Regions from separate parts of the Mus musculus genome. Here regions 1 and 3 are each linked to region 2. A link is a contact called in public Hi-C and HiChIP or PLAC-seq data. All regions are on one chromosome and are shown on one strand. Each heading gives the region's core, a stretch centred on a gene start, on an enhancer-like site or on the middle of the called end of the contact. The rest is flanking DNA. Distances are from core to core; before and after follow the strand shown. Region 1 has its middle 55 kb from the start of Gm24415. Region 2 holds the start of Alg10b (asparagine-linked glycosylation 10B (alpha-1,2-glucosyltransferase)). Region 3 has its middle 75 kb from the start of Alg10b.

The links. Hi-C and Micro-C count contacts between places; a contact is called where the count stands out from the background. HiChIP or PLAC-seq counts read pairs in DNA pulled down with a chosen protein or histone mark.
Region 1: an H3K4me3 HiChIP or PLAC-seq map of bone marrow-derived macrophages shows a contact between it and region 2, with 2.6 times the contacts expected there. The contact joins the enhancer-like site here to the promoter of Alg10b in region 2. A contact is called at or near these places in 7 of 39 promoter capture datasets (cranial neural crest, embryonic stem cells, hippocampal neurons and 2 more), 28 of 484 Hi-C or Micro-C datasets (bone marrow-derived macrophages, cerebral cortex, cortical neurons and 3 more), 3 of 115 datasets of contacts at active chromatin or transcription factors (bone marrow-derived macrophages, embryonic stem cells and stem cell-derived neural progenitor cells) and 1 of 9 other capture datasets (macrophages).
Region 3: a Hi-C map of embryonic stem cells shows a contact between it and region 2, with 3 times the contacts expected there. The contact joins the enhancer-like site here to the promoter of Alg10b in region 2. A contact is called at or near these places in 2 of 484 Hi-C or Micro-C datasets (both in embryonic stem cells), 3 of 115 datasets of contacts at active chromatin or transcription factors (bone marrow-derived macrophages and embryonic stem cells) and 2 of 9 other capture datasets (adipose tissue and embryonic stem cells).

The regions. Positions count from the first base shown.
Region 1 is chr15:90,108,333-90,111,032 of GRCm38.p6, forward strand. No RefSeq gene overlaps it. Among named protein-coding and RNA genes, the nearest start is that of Gm24415, 55 kb to the left of the region's middle. Within about 2 kb of position 1,294, at least 13 of the 459 cell types and tissues checked have an H3K27ac peak or open chromatin away from gene starts, as enhancers often do. A contact at or near this core is called in bone marrow-derived macrophages and trophoblast stem cells, where this site is marked.
Region 2 is chr15:90,222,873-90,225,580 of GRCm38.p6, forward strand. Alg10b (asparagine-linked glycosylation 10B (alpha-1,2-glucosyltransferase)) reads left to right here and starts at 1,439. Exons shown (of 3, transcript NM_001033441.3): 1 at 1,439-1,736. The coding sequence starts at 1,566. Mir7648 (microRNA 7648) reads left to right here and starts at 1,488; the gene lies at 1,488-1,540.
Region 3 is chr15:90,147,440-90,150,421 of GRCm38.p6, forward strand. No RefSeq gene overlaps it. Among named protein-coding and RNA genes, the nearest start is that of Alg10b, 75 kb to the right of the region's middle. Within about 2 kb of position 1,337, at least 5 of the 459 cell types and tissues checked have an H3K27ac peak or open chromatin away from gene starts, as enhancers often do. A contact at or near this core is called in embryonic stem cells, where this site is marked.

The DNA.
Region 1 (2,700 bases), core at 44-2,543, 110 kb before region 2:
TTTAATAGCATGTTGGTAACAGTCTTAGGATTTTTATGTATTCACAACCATGTTATCTTGAAAGATGGATCATTTCATTTCTTCATGGTTGAGCTATGGACCCTGATCCCCCTGAGGAGGAGAATCAGACCACAGGCCTCAAGGCAAAACGAGCTTTGTCTAAATGTCAGCAGCCAGGAGGGACAGCAAGGCCATCCTCATCTGTATGCAAATGTGTAATGAGGAGGAGCAGATTATTTTTTATTTTTTTATAAAAAGTCTACGCAACTTTATGTTTTAACATTTCAGAAACATAACCATCAAACTCACACTTGTTACAGTGTCATCGGTGAAGTAACAGGTTTTGTCCAATTTATAACTTTCCCCCGAATGTAAGGCAGAGCCTCTTCCATTGCAGGACCAAGCCTCTTCCAGCCTCCTCATTGGGCATGCTGTTTATCTCATAGATACATGTCTTGTTTTTGTTGGTCCAAATTTGATTTGTGTTTCTAATATCTTTTCCATTCTATTGTTTTTATCATCAGCGTCTTAACACACGGTATATTTTGAACTTAATATTTAGCTTAAAACACCCTCTAGGCCAGTGGTTCTCAACCTGTGGGTCCCAAACCTTCTGGTGGGGTGGGGGGAGGGGGAATCAAATGACCTTTTCCCAGAGGTCACATATCAGATATCCTGCGAATCAGATATTTTCATCACTGTTCATAGCAGTAGAAAATTTACAGTTATGAAGTAGCAAAGAAAATAATGTTACTGTTGGGTGGGGGGTCACCACAACTTGAGGAACTGTATTAAAGGGTCTCAGACTTAGGAAGGTTGAGAACCACTAGAATCTAGGTGGTGAAGTGTGGTCAGAGTGAAAACTAAAAGAACAAAGAGAATAGCAGTAATAGATATTTGGGGATGATGAGGGGCTTATATATCATAATTGTGATAAAGGCATCATGAGTCCAAAACTTATCCAATTACACACTGAGCGCATGGGTATTAAAGCAGACAGAAAATGAATACTCTTGATTCTAATGAAATAGGTCTCTGATCCAGACCTCCAATCTTACCTTCTCTGCTTTTCACCTGGTAAAACCCAAAATCCCCCTTTAACCCCAGGAATGATCCACACTTCAGGCCCCACCCAGCAGTCTGCAGAGTGGTAGACTCTCTGGATTCAGCATCACTTACCTTGGCCCAATCATCAATTTAATGCCAAAAAGTGGTTTCCACATAGTGTGCAGAGGGCAGAGGAACAGTGTCCAGGGGTAGAGGAAGTCTCTGTCTGTGTTCCGCTGCTGAGTCAGACTCCCTTTTAGATCCCTGTGGCCAGAAGTGAGTCACATTTCCTGATACAATGAAAAGCTAGATAGGCAATTGTTCAATATTTTTAGCTTCCCTAAGAGAAAGTTAGTCAGCAAGGAAGAAATCCTAGGGTGGGAAGAATGGCTGGGGATCTTGGCGTCAACAATGTGTAGCAGTGCATATTTCTCAAACACTGAGCACTTCATATTGTCTTGGATCCTTTTCCTGCTTTGATGATAAAACACCCTGACACAACCAATTAAGGGAGAAAGTGTCTGTTCTGGTGTTTGGTTCTAAGAACAGCTCATCGTGTCAAGGAAGTGAAGGCAACAGGAACTTAGAGCAAATGATCACATCCATAACCATTATTTTGTTCCAGTTATAAAACACCATGACCAGGCACCTAAGTTCGGATTTCTTATGCCTTGAAAAGACACCATGACCACAACAACTCTTATAAAGGAAAACAATTAACTAAGACTGGCTTATAGGTTCTGTGGTTTAGTCCATTATTAACATGGTGAGAAGCGTAATGTCATGCATATAGACATGGTGCTGGATGGGTAGCTGAGAGTTCTACATCAGGAACTGCAAGCAAAAGGGTGAGAGGAAGGGAGGGAGGGAGGGAGGGAGGGAGGGAGAGAGAGAGAGAGAGAGAGAGAGAGAGAGAGAGAGAGAGAGAGAGAGAGAGAGAGAGAGACTGGGTCCTGGTTGAGAATCTGAAACTTCTAATTCCATCAGCAATGACACACTTCCTAGATGAAAGCGACACCTACTCCAACAGAGCCACACCTCCCAACGGTGCTACTCCCTATGGGTCTGTGGGGACCATTTTATTGAAACAAGTACACCAGGGAAATTCACAGAAGGAAAATTATTTGCCTCATTGTCCCAGACAGTTAGGGACCACTGTGACAGAGACAGATGGCATGGGATAGCAATGGCATAGAGGCTGGAGCTTGAGGCTTTGAACTCACATCCTCAGCTGTAAGCATGAAGAAAGGATTCCATCTTCAGTAACATACTTCCTCCAGAAAGGCTGCACCAGCTAATCTCCCCCCTACCCCCAAACAGTGCCATCAGCTCGGGACTAGCTGTTCCAGTGCCCGAGACTGTGGGGACATCCCTCGTTGAAACCATTATTGGAGTAAAGCCTGTGCTCTGTAAGGATGCTGTTCTCAGAGCTCTATGACAGGTAAGAAAGGGTAAAATGTAGGCTCTTTCATATTGCCACATCTTATGTCCCAAAGGCAAGCAGGGAGGACAGCCATTTGTAGCTGTCACACATTTGTGTTCTTTGGTATATAAATTATCTCAGCCAATAAATTATACTGTGAGGTTTTTTTTTTTTTATTTATTTCAGCAGACTCTTCCTGCCTACACGAAAATTATACATTCAGAGGAAGA
Region 2 (2,708 bases), core at 189-2,688:
ACCTGGCAGTTCTGAAACCTTACATTTTTAAATTTTGAAACGTTTCAGTTAACTAAGGAGAGTAGGGAGCACATATAAAAGGAGTTGGATGTCCAACCAAGTTCTTAGTGGCAATTATTCTGACGAGAATGTCTAGCATAGGAAGGCAGCCTTGTGCTCTTCCCTTTATCCATCATATCTAGCAAGGGCCAGAAGCTTCTATGGTATGCACTGGCCATGATTGAGCAAGCCCACTGGGCCTGAGGTCAATTGTAGACTAAATTATCTGGGAATGGTCTCAAATTGGTAAGTGTAACGTGTTCTCTGTAATCAAAGAGGATGTAAAGGGTGGAGGGAGTTAAGAAACGTCATCATGAATCCTAACGTAATTTAATTCTGGTTATTTCTAATAGTCGAGGAGAACTAGTAGAATACCCAGTTTCTTTTGATTCCAAGGTTGACAATTTAAAAGCAATCTCAGCTGCTATATGATGTGCTGCTGGCAAAATCAACCCGAATTTTCCAGAAGCTTTTCCTACAAAGCATCACCAACCATGCTGAAAACATACTTTGTCTTCAGCTTTCTTCAAATATCTTCCACCGTCAGTCTCAATTCCAATCTCACAATAAAGGGGTTATCTGAAGTCTCCGTAGCCCTCAACTTCATACATGTGAGCACTTTTTGAGACTACACACATAAATACTCCATCGCACCACACATTAAGATGCATAAGGGAAACGTACTCCAACAGAGACAGATATTAATGACTATTTATTACCTATTTTTAAGGACGACATTTACAGTGTCCCAGGCTGATCTAGAACTGGGAACAATCCTCCTGCCTCAGCCTCTCAAATGGGGCCAGTACAAGTGTGAGCCACCACTCACGGCAATAGCAACTAAAATTATATTCACGGAGGAGTGTTCCTCACCTACAAATGCCCCAACTCCTCACCAGGCACCAGGAAAATATTGCCCTGTAAACGAATAGATTCTTCAAAAGGGAAAGTCGCCCTGAAGCGAAGGGCTGGTTGTATGTTTCCATCTAAAAAGCATCAACCTTCATTATCAGCCAGAGACGATGAGAGGAAAAGCATTGTAATGATGGTTTTAGCGTCTCATCTCACTGGCAATGGAGAACAGGGATAACCGCAAACGAATGCAGTTTGGGAGCTTGGAGGTTAGAAAGCTGGGACCACTCATCGCCTTCTGGAGAGCAACAGACAACACAAGACACCCTTCTTTTCCAGAGCCTAGCGGCGGCGGCAGCATCACCTACAACAGCTCCCGCGCCCGAGCCCAGACCCGCCCCTCCCTCAGCCTCTGGCCACTCTGAGAGCTGCGAGCAGTGATTGACAGAGAAACCGTCCCGTCGTTGCATAAATGCTCCACTCCGGAACCGGTGACCCCCCCCCCCCCCACGCTTCCGTCCGACGCTCTCCCAGCATCCATTGCGTTGCGTCCTGTTCCCTGCTGTCCCTCGTCCCGCAGCGCTGGGCCTCTGAGCCCGCGTTCCGGGCTCGGCGCTCCGGGCTGCCCAGGGCTGGGCCCGGGACGCGGCTGCCCGCCCGCCCGCCCGCCCGCCATGGCGCAGCTGGAGGGCTATTACTTCTCGGCCGCCTTGAGCTGCACCTTCCTGGTGTCCTGCCTGCTCTTCTCCGCCTTCAGCCGCGCTCTGCGGGAGCCGTACATGGACGAGATCTTCCACCTGCCGCAGGCGCAGCGGTACTGCGAGGGCCGCTTCTCCCTGTCGCAGGTTGGTCTCTGCTGGCCCTGCCCCCGGGACGGATCCTCCCAACCTGTGCCTTTCCTCTCCCCGTCAGCCCTCCCAGACTTAAACCGTGAAGGGAGCTGCCTAGTGACTGTACCTAGCCTCGAGATTATGGCATATTTGTTAGGTGAATGCATAAAGATGATAGCTCCTCTTGGCAGTTGACCGATTTGTCTAACTAAGCCCTAGCACTAGAGACATGCAGGTGCTCCCTTGAACATGCATTAAAAACTACCTAAAGCTTAACCTATGAGGTTTTCCACCCGGTATTTTGAACGCGGAGTGGAGGATCTTAGGGCCCCCCAAAAGTTGATAGTTTTATTCTAACTTCATTCTTGGTCGTAGAAACTTACTGTTGTCTGGATTAAATTGGCAACTAGTCAGATTGCATCATTTAAAAAAATACATATCTGACTACAGAAATATGCACAGTGCAAAGAATCTTAAGATCCACCAGAGTTCTCATTATTGTTTGCCTGGTAGTTTGTAAAATTGGGACCTGGACAATTTAGTCGCAGAATATGCATTTTCTAAAGAGCAAGCCTTAGGAAGTAGAAATGAATAACTTACTGTCTGTTGGTTGTTGTCACCTTAATAATGGCAGACAGATTTGAGACAGGGAGCAAAACGTTCTTAAAATGGGGCTGGGGTGGTAGCTCAGTGGTTGAGAGCTCTTGCTGTTGTCCTGGAGAAGGCTACCAGACTTCTTTCTACCACAGTGAGCTGCTCACAACCATCTGTGACTCTAGGTCCAGAGGATCCAGTGCCACCTTCTGGCTTCCTCGGGTACCTGCATGCAGATGTTGCAAATAAGTATACTCAGGTGCATGGCACACACACTACATCTTAAAAATAAAACTTAAGAGATGTCTAGTCTGCCAGGATTTATTAATTATGTCATAGACGATCCTCTCCAAGTTCTTCATTATTAGGACAAATGAAACTTGATTATTTATT
Region 3 (2,982 bases), core at 87-2,586, 76 kb before region 2:
TTAGCCTCCGGAACCGAACACTCCACCCAGTCTCTTCACCTGATTGGACGCCTAATCAGTTTCTGCAGATATAGCTTTGTTAGGGAGTTTTTCTTCACACAAGAAACAAGAGAGTTTCTTGTTCGCAGCATCGCCAATAACAACAGAAAGCTATACATCATAATCATAAACCCGGCTACACCGCTCTCTGTTTGAGTGAATGCAGTTATAGATGAGGTGGTACAGAACGAGTATAGGATGGTTTTCCTTAGGAAACAAGAAAAAAATTGTAAAACCTGACAGAGGGAAGAAGCAGGGGAGAGAAAGAGAGAGAGTACGGAAGAGAGAGAAAAGGAAAGTGGGCAGGGAGAAAGAAAAAGAAACATTTTTCGAATGAAATGTTTTTGCCTTTAAAGTTCTTTTCTATTTTTCTAAAGTTTTAGCTTTATTAATTTAACTTCCTCCCTGTATCACTGAAATATGCCTTCTCTGTCTATGTGCAGGTGTAATTGCCCTTTCTCTTTATTTCCAGCCTTGACTAACAGCAGGGAAAGAAATAACAATGGGACCCTGGCTGGTGTGAATATTGCCTGACCCCAGGGCCTCTCCACCTAACAGGAGGTTGGGTCACAGTGACAGCACTGACTAAGAAAGGCAAAACACAGTTAAGGAAGTTATTTACAGGGAAAAAAAATCTTATTATGAAAAGGAAAGAGGAGCCAGAAAAAAAAAATGAATTACATTTGCCAATTATAGATTCTCAAACCAGTTTCTAAAACCTCTTGTCAAACTTATAAATACAATTGTCTAATGTCTGCTAAGAGTGGCAAATACGTATCTCAACAGTCAGAATAATAATCTTTTACTAAAAGAAAAAAAAAGAAAAAATCATTTATGATTAAAAAGTCTGGGGCATGAAAACAAGTCCTTACTTCTTTGAAACTATAATTACATTGTAGGAGGGTTCCTTCCTCCATCCATCTTTCCCAACAGGATTGTCCAACAAGGTGTCTTTGACTTTAGTAAGTACTAAGTGTTGTTGGCATACTCACCACCCATGAGAATTTTGCATTACCTCTTCTAAGAAGAAATGACACCCTTTAGTTATTCAGACATTTAAATAATTCCGGTTTTAAACCAGATCATTGCCAATGTATAAAACACTGCTCTCGATTTAAAGGGAGTATGAGAAAGTTGTTCCCATCATTTGCATTCTGAGTCCTGAACCTTCAGCCTTTTGTCCAAGCAGATTTAGCCCTACCTTGGATGTAGCAGACACTCACTGGCACTGAGGGACTAGGATTAGACAGATAGCCTCAGATAGGAGGAAGGGGTCATGACTAGGTAATAAAGGCAGATAACTTCCAAGATGGCTGGCTTCTTCCTTACTGACCTGAGACAAAAGCCTGGCACTGCAAAACAAAGGCCTTATGGGATTTTTCTTCTGACAATAGACCCCCTGCTGATGCACCAGTTCAGTGAGTTCAAGAAGATATTCCCATAACAATTCAAGTTCACCAACTCTGAATTTAGAGAGGAAGACACTTCAGAAACTCAAAAATCACAGCCTGGACTTTTTTGAGAAGAGACTAGGGTTTGGCTTCCCAAGCTCCTCTCTCATTTGTGGAGGGTCTCTCTCTCTCTCTCTCTCTCTCTCTCTCTCTCTCTCTCTCTCTCTCTCTCTCTCTCTGCCTTCTCTATATATGTGTTTCCTCACTTCCAATAAACATCTTTATTCAAAGATCTTTATTCTTTGAATAAAGATGTTTATTGCTGATTCTTGTTTGCTGGGTTTGAGAGTTTTCTACTGCTCTCTGTCCAGCTTGAGATTTCCCCTGCCTTTTAATCCTTTATCTGGCAGAGAAAACAAACCCCACTAAGACCCCTAGACTGTAACACCAGAGTTTAAGAAAGTTGGATTCACCAAAGACCCTGAGATTGTAATGGAGCGCTAGTGCCTTTTATGAGCCATTTTCTGTGGGGGTAAGATTTTTATAAAGTAGGAAAGGCTTTGGCAGTGCTAAGTGACTTAGATCTAAATATAAACTCTAACCATAAAGTTGGAGAGCTGTCCACAGAAAAAGCAAAGCAAAGGAAGAGATCTATCTGAGTTACTAAACTGTCTATATGGCAAGATTTGTGACAAATCTATGTTCCTAAGGCAAAACAAACAAACAAAAACCAAAAATCCAACGGAAATCCGAAAAATCTGCTAATGAATTTCTGGAAGGCGTTAAAGGCTTGAAGAGCCATTCACAGAAGGCATTGTTGATAATACAGGGCAGATGCCGAAACTCAAGACTATCCCAGAAGTAAGTAATTATCTCCTTAGACTAAACAGAGTACAGTTATCCATTTATCTCCTGCGGAAGATACGCTAGAGATGGAAGTGTTTTTCCCAACCACAGCCTCCCCCAGCAGCCAGTGGTGGTGGATGGGAAAACACCAACTGTGCCTACAGCTACTGTGTCAAACAAAAGCCTCTTGCACCTAGGAAATCAGCCTGAACACCAGATAAAGCGGTGGAAAGCAAGGCTTCATTCCTACCTTGATCCTGGGTGGGACAAAGCAGCTGGATCCAGCCCCCTGGAAGGCTCACAGACTATTGCAGAAGATCAAGGGTAGGAAGAATGTAAGAGCCCAAGGAATGACTTGTGTTGTGCAGGACCATCCTTTGAGCCAAACAGCCACTCTCTTCATGAGCTCAGCTCTCTCTGCTAACAAAACATCTTCACAGCAGGGCTTGTTGATGTTAGGCAATTCTATCAAGGTAGGAGTGGGGAGGATAATTCACCAAGAACCCACCTGACTCACCTGAGTATCCAGTTGTTCTTGCTATTAACTGTATGTAACTCTATCCACTCATTCTCCCTACTAACTGTATGCAGCTCTACCCTAAACATTAGAGTAGAGGGGAAGGGATGGGGACTGTGTAGTCATAGATGAGGAGTCAGCATCCATGCCTCCAGTAGGACTACTTTAAGATCACACATGCACATAACC